Regions from separate parts of the Mus musculus genome. Here region 2 is linked to region 1. The links are chromatin contacts, called in public Hi-C maps. All regions are on one chromosome and are shown on one strand. The core of a region is the stretch at or near the end of the contact, and the rest is flanking DNA. Distances in the headings are between cores, read along the strand shown. Region 1 holds the start of Rbm4 (RNA binding motif protein 4). Region 2 holds the start of Capn1 (calpain 1).

Region 1 (3,508 bases), core at 589-3,088:
TCCCAAGTGCTGGGATTAAAGGTGTGCGCCAACAGGCCTGGCCTGAATAATGTATTCTGAATAGGTAGAGACAATAAAGCCAGTCTATCTGGAGGGCTGGTAATAACTAAGGAGACTGGATGGGTAGGTTTGTTAGACCACGAAGCTTGGATCCCCGTCCCCGGTTTTTCCTTTAGACCAAGTCACACTATATAGGCCTGGCAAGCTTGGGACTTGCTGTATAGACCGTCTGGCATTTAACTCCAGCGGTGGTATTGTCTGGAGACTATTTCCACTTGGGGATTGGTCACAGGGTGAGGGCTGTCTGTCTGTCTGCACACTGTGGGGATAGTGGTTCCCTTGGCTTGTTAGCAGGCTCTTCCCCTTCAGACCGGGAGCCAGTCCAGTTTAGTGGAGTGAATTGGTCTTGTTTGCTACTGTAACCCCAACCTCCAGGAATTTTGGCATAAGAAAGATGATTAAACTGAGAGAAAATGATTTCTATACCCTATGCATTTCTGGGTGCATATTGAGATGTGGCTGTGCATTTTAGATCCCCTCTGAAAGGGCCTGTGCAGGACAGCAGAACTTGTATTACAGATCTCAGGTGGCTTTTACTCAGTCTCAGGTGCTGCAGAATGAAGCCATGGCCATATTTAATGTCATATTGTTACTTTTTAAGGGGCCTATTTCCTAGCCTTAAATTATAGACTAATTTTCTGCTATAGAATCCAGTAGCTTATTTTCTGTCTCTGCCTTTTGTTTGACTTTTTCTTTCTTTTGTGGCAGTTTTGGGAGGTAGTATGCTCTATTTGTTATTTTACTCCCAATCATCCTGTTCTCATGAAGTTCCCCCTGCTTTCTGCCTGTTCACCTTTAAGTTCTCCATTCAGCACCTTTCCCGGTTATCTCCATCTTAAGAAGCTGCGTTGCAGAGGGTCATGACTAAAGTTGCTTGCTCAATGAGTATGGGATTATGTGAAGCAGCCAGTGGGTGAGAAAAATGTGATGAGGGAATTTGGACCCTGTGAAGAATGTTCGTTTGTACTTGTTTACAGCTGATTGTCACAAGCCTTTTTTCCAAGGTCAGTTTTAGGGAATTTAAACTTAGTTTTGGCTAATGGAGCCCAATAAAACCAAACAAAATCAAAAATTGCTGTTCCCGTTTTTTGTTTTGTTTTTTGTTTCTTCTCTTGGCGGGGTGAAGTTGGGGTGGGATGGGGTGTCGATTTTCAATCTCTGTTTTTCACACCTTTTGGGGAGGTGGGAGGCTGTTTCCTAAAGGGAACCTTAACCCCTGTGTCTCCTACGTCTCTGACCACCCTATTGTCTGGGCCATTGAACTGTTATCGAAGCTGGATCCACTGACTGTTTTAGAGTTTTAAAATTACATAAAGATACTTATAATTTTGGTAACTTGAGACTCAGAAGGACTACATTGGAAAGTGGGGGTTGCTTTTTAAGTAGGGGCGGGAGCTTGGCTATCGCCGGGAGGTCTGGGTAGGTTGACTGATGCAATATCCACGTTGCGGGGCGTGGTGACGCTCAGCTAGGGACCGGTGCGGAATTGTGGTGACAGAACTTGAATTTTGTCAGGATGTGCACGTGTAAGTGACAAAATGTGAAAGCTTAACAAAGTTGGGAGCCACGAAGCTACAGGTTGCCCCACTGACGCACGGCACCTTGTTCATTCTGCCTAATGGCTGGCCGCGCTTTGAAGAATTCCGCGTTTCTAGCTCCACCTTCAGATGGACCTCTTGCCCAATCAGTGGCTTCAGTTTCACTAGGCTGGGTGCTCATTGGCTTTCATATAAAAGGTCCAGGTTACTGACGTTTCCACCTCTTCCTGGCCTCTCAGGTAATTGGCGTTCCGGGTAACCAATCAGGAAGAGGATCTCCGGGAACGCCAGCCTTTTACTTTACCGAACGGCCAATCCGGTGGGTAGGTTCACCCCTCTTTCTACCCAGAGTCACTGCTGTGGCCGCCGCCATTTTAGCGTTTTGTCAGAACCGTCCGCGCTGCAAGGAGGAGGACCTGCAGGTATCCATGCGGTGAGATACTCCACGTTCTTCCACTGTGTTCTTTTCTCTGTTAAAAAAACTTACCTGACTCCGGTGGGTGTCAGGGTTGGCATAGTGGGGTTGCGGTCTGCGCACCCGTCCCTGAGAGCCGACATCGGTCCTCGACTTAGTGCGGTAAGCCTGAAACAACCTTCCTCCAAGTCCTCGTTCTCTACTCCCGGAATAGCTTTCTTTTGTCCACCTTACCCTCTGCTTTGCTCAATCTTCTTTGGGGTTTCCACCTAGATAAATCTTAGATTTAGGCTGGAGAATCTGTCATGCCCTGGGCATTGTTGGCTTCCTCACCAAACTGTAGCACCAGTCTTTGACCAGTTCTTCTGTAGGAGCCTGTAATGACATGCCCCACCCCCACCCCCACCCCAGAGGACTCCTCCTACTCGGGCATTTTCTATATTTCCCTGCTTTTTATCTGGTTGATCCCGGAACTCACTACTCCGAGTGAAATTCCCACTTTTCCGGAAATGGTTGCTAAGAGAGGAAGAGCTAATTTGAAGTAATTATAATTAGCAAGTCTAGTAGTTAGAATCTTGTTTTCAAATGTCAAAGTGAGTAGCTCTCAGTACCTGTAGCATTTTTTTTATTTATGCTGAAAACTTAGAGCGTTATTCCTTTGTCTGGGGCAGGGGAAGTGTAACTCAGTGGCGGAATACTTGCCTATAATGTACCGTGCTGTAGGTTGGAGCCACACCGCAAAATCCCCTTTGTCTACAAAAGTCTGCCTTGTTACATTTTTCCTCTTTATAGAACTTCTTGTGAGAAATAGAAGCAGGCTCTTGTTGAACTCCACATTTGTTACTGATTGGAGATGTAAGAGCATGCCTGTAGGAGAAAACTTTTGGGACTATGTGCTAAAGTGAAAGGAGATGATGGGAGCCATTTATTTATTTGATTTTTTTTTTCCCTTTTTTTAACAGTTGCTATGGACTTGAGGTCTTCTCCTAAAAATCTTGTTTCTCTACTTGCAGGCTGTGTGGAGATGGTGAAGCTGTTCATTGGAAATCTGCCCCGGGAGGCCACAGAGCAGGAGATCCGCTCACTCTTCGAGCAGTACGGGAAGGTGCTGGAATGTGACATCATTAAGAATTATGGCTTTGTGCACATAGAGGACAAGACGGCCGCTGAGGATGCCATACGCAACCTGCACCACTACAAGCTGCACGGAGTGAACATCAATGTGGAAGCCAGCAAGAATAAGAGCAAAGCTTCAACCAAGTTACACGTGGGCAACATCAGCCCCACTTGTACCAACCAAGAGCTTCGGGCCAAGTTTGAGGAGTACGGCCCAGTCATCGAATGTGACATCGTGAAAGATTATGCCTTTGTACACATGGAGCGGGCAGAGGATGCGGTGGAGGCCATCAGGGGCCTCGACAACACAGAGTTTCAAGGTGAATCACTCTTTTGGAGTGCTCAGTACAAGGCTGTTAGGAATGAATTGGTTGAGAAA
Region 2 (3,359 bases), core at 347-2,846, 1.2 Mb before region 1:
AGCTTGGCAGTTCTAGAGGGCTTGCTGCTCCTCTAGAGGTGCTGGGTTCAGTTCGCAGCCTTCACATCAGGCAGCTCTTTGATTGCCTGTAACTCCAGCTTGTGAGGGTCTGAAACCCTCTTCTGCCCTCTTGTGCTTACTTGCATGCATGTGCACACATAAATAAAACAACAAAAATCTGAACCCCTGAATCTGCCTAACCCTGCCACTCTCCCCTCTTTTCTCCCCGGAGTAAGCAACACCCGCTACACCTCATGTCCTCTACCTGCCTAGGCTTTCTTCAGGCACCACCCTACCTCTCCCCCGCCCCCGGCCACGCGCATCTCCCCACCCTTGCCAAAGTTCCTGCCTTTACTGACACCTGCATTAGATGAGGCTTCAGTCGGGGAAAGTGTGTGGACCAACCCTTCCTCTCCATTAACCATGAAGGCAGAGGCGTCTTCATCAGCTCATGCCCAGCTGAGCATAACGCCCAGGTGCGAAAGTTAGACGCAGTCAGCTCTTAACTTTTGGAGTGTCGAGGTGCCTAGAATCCCAAGAAAAGCACCATCTATTCAATGAATGCTTGTCCATCTTATGTAGCTTGATCGGCCATGCTGTGACCTCTATAACTGTGAAGAGCCTTGGGACCGCTCCAATCCCTCTGCATCCTTGATGCTCCAAACTCTTGTAGTGCGCCCAGGGGGATCTGCAGGTCCTGTGTGAGCCTGCCCTGGTGTTCCGGGCCTCTGCTGCCCTCTCCCGGGTCAGGTAACCCCCACAAGGGAGCTGATCCCAGGTGCGCAGACCAATTACTTGAAAGAGAAGGCCAGAATGCTACACAAAGATTGGCTAAGGCCATTGTCCCTCTTTTTTTTCTGCACGGTTGGGGAAATCGAGGCACGGATTTACCTAAGGCCATGCAGGGTGTGCGCAAAGACCGCTAGGGCGGAGTGCTAGCTCTGCAGGCCTGCGCCCTAAGGTGAGGGGGTGGGGAGCTGGCTCAGCCCTACAGCGGGTCTGCGGCAGGGACCGGCCGGGGTGGGGCTACCGTTTGTCTAGCGTCCGGCAGAAGTCAGCTCTCATCCAGCCAGGGGCAGCTCCAGCAAGCAGTTGCAGCCACCAGAGGTAATCCCTGCTTCGCCGAGCGCCGGCTGGGCTGGAAGACAGCTGCAACCCAGAGGCACGCGGGGGCGCAGGAGGCGGGTGGAGGACTGTGTTGGCGGCGTCACTGAGCCGGATCGTCCCCAGTACCTTCCCGGAGGGCGACATAGGGTGGGGCCGGCGGCTCTGCAACTCGAGCTGCGGCCCTAGTTAAAAATACCCCTTGCCCTACCCTCTCTCTGGCCGGCGGTGCCCTTCTGTCCCAGTCCAACCCTTCTCACCCGGACCGGCGACCGGCTCCTCCCGGGAGACAACTCTGCCATTTACCAATTTGTCCTCTCGCAGAGCTGGCTTAGAGTCTGCAGAGGAAGGGGGCGGGGGGAGGGGACTGAAAGACACCCTAAGTAAGAGATAGTAAAAAAGTGTTGCGGGGGAGATAAGGGAGAGCCTAGAGGGAGCGGGGTAAGAGCCTCGGGCGTAGGTGGAGGACCAGGGAGGGAGGGACCAGGGCCGAGGGGCGGTGGAGGAGGGCGGGGAGGAGGGCAGGGAGGAGGGCAGGGAGGAGCGCTCTTCCTGGTTGGGCCCTGCCCTGAGCTGCCACCAAGGAAGCCAGCCCCAGGGACCGCAGCAATCTCCCAAACTCCCCTTCCCCAGGTAAGAAGTTGGGTGTCCAGACTACGACTGTTTGACCCAGGCCACTGCTTCTGGGGTTAGGGGGCTGTCGCTGATCAGCCCCTGCTTCAGGTCTTCTGTGTGTTTGCCTGAGGGTTAAGGGTCCGGAAGCAGCTCAACCCAGGCGCTCAGCTCAACCTGTCCGCTGTAGCTGGGCCAGTGTCCAGTGCTCTGATGTTCAGCTTGTGGAAAGGCATCAGTGCGTGGAGTTTTCAGTTCCTAAGCCGAGGAAAGGGGCAAATGAACTAGATGCTTGGCAGCTTTGTGGAGGGGAAGTTACAGGCAGGCAAATGGTGTCAGGGATCGTACCTGGAGTACCTCTGCTCTGCTGCTGTGGCTGGCCTCCACCCTATCCTACCTGCCTGGATGGCTGATACCAAACTGTCACCTCTGGGCGGTAAGAATAGGGAAAAGAGAGGTGGTGACCAGGATACCTAGAAACTGGACACCCCTTTCCAGATTCTGAGAGCCTAACAACAAGGTGGCTGAGAGTCCCAGGCACTGTAAAGGGAGCAGTGACCCATGTTTGGGGAGGAATGAGTCCAGGAGAATGTCGGCAGGCAGTTGTGTTTTATCCCTGGGAAGGCCTGCATCTCTACCAGGCCCATGTGTTCCCCAGGATGACAGAGGAGTTAATCACCCCTGTGTACTGCACCGGGGTGTCAGCCCAAGTACAGAAGAAGCGGGACAAGGAGCTGGGCTTGGGCCGCCATGAAAACGCCATCAAGTACCTGGGCCAGGATTATGAAACGCTTCGGGCAAGATGCCTGCAGAGTGGGGTCCTCTTCCAAGACGAGGCCTTCCCTCCGGTTTCTCATAGCCTGGGCTTCAAGGAACTGGGTCCTCATTCCTCTAAAACCTATGGCATCAAATGGAAGCGGCCTACGGTAAGAGGGCCACTCTGGGTGGAACTTGGTTCTGATGGTGGTGGGCAATGGGACTGGGCCCCCCCATTATTCGTGGTGTCTGGGTACCAGTTTCTAGGAGGGACTGGCCCAGGAACATGACCGTGGGTCTTGTAGGAACTGATGTCAAACCCCCAGTTCATCGTGGATGGAGCCACCCGGACAGACATCTGCCAGGGAGCACTGGGTAGGCCCCCAGGGGTGGGGTTCTGGGCGTTTGCCCCATTGTAGTTCTCCGTTCCCGTTCCATTGGGCACTGCCCCAACTCCTCCCTCCTGCAGGTCCAGACAGGTTTTGACTATCAGCATAGGTGCTGGTTCGCCCAGATTCCTGGGTCTTTTCTGTAAGCGGAGGGGAGATGAAGGGTACCCCACCCAGGGAATCCCTGGTGGCCCCCGGCATCCCACATACACAGCACCTCCCTCCCCTGGGCAGATCCGGAAAGCAAGCCTGATGAGGGTCTTTCCTATTCCAGGGGACTGTTGGCTCCTGGCTGCCATTGCCTCCCTCACCCTCAACGAGACTATTCTGCACCGAGTGGTTCCCTACGGCCAGAGCTTTCAGGATGGCTACGCTGGCATCTTTCATTTCCAGGTGAAGGTCCCTGCACCCTCCCTGGGCCAGAGGAATAGCTGACTTTAGGGAGATGGGAAAGGATGGCCCACAGCACTGTGAAGCTGAGATGGCCGGGGCCATGCC

Evidence for each region. Hi-C and Micro-C count contacts between places; a contact is called where the count stands out from the background.
Region 2: a contact with region 1 is called in a Hi-C map of B cells, with 6 read pairs. A contact is called at or near these places in 1 of 39 promoter capture datasets (the SN4741 cell line) and 1 of 484 Hi-C or Micro-C datasets (B cells).

What each region holds. Positions count from the first base shown.
Region 1 is chr19:4,792,339-4,795,846 of GRCm38.p6, reverse strand. It overlaps Rbm4 (RNA binding motif protein 4), which reads left to right and starts at 1,838. Exons shown (of 4, transcript NM_001290122.1): 1 at 1,838-2,031; 2 at 3,027-3,449. The coding sequence starts at 3,038. It overlaps Gm21992 (predicted gene 21992), which reads left to right. Exons shown (of 3, transcript NR_157185.1): 2 at 1,838-2,031.
Region 2 is chr19:6,013,484-6,016,842 of GRCm38.p6, reverse strand. It overlaps Capn1 (calpain 1), which reads left to right and starts at 1,596. Exons shown (of 22, transcript NM_007600.3): 1 at 1,596-1,737; 2 at 2,375-2,642; 3 at 2,778-2,847; 4 at 3,136-3,254. The coding sequence starts at 2,376. It overlaps Gm10814 (predicted gene 10814), which reads right to left. Exons shown (of 5, transcript NR_045783.1): 2 at 2,487-2,614; 3 at 1,031-1,974; 4 at 360-526.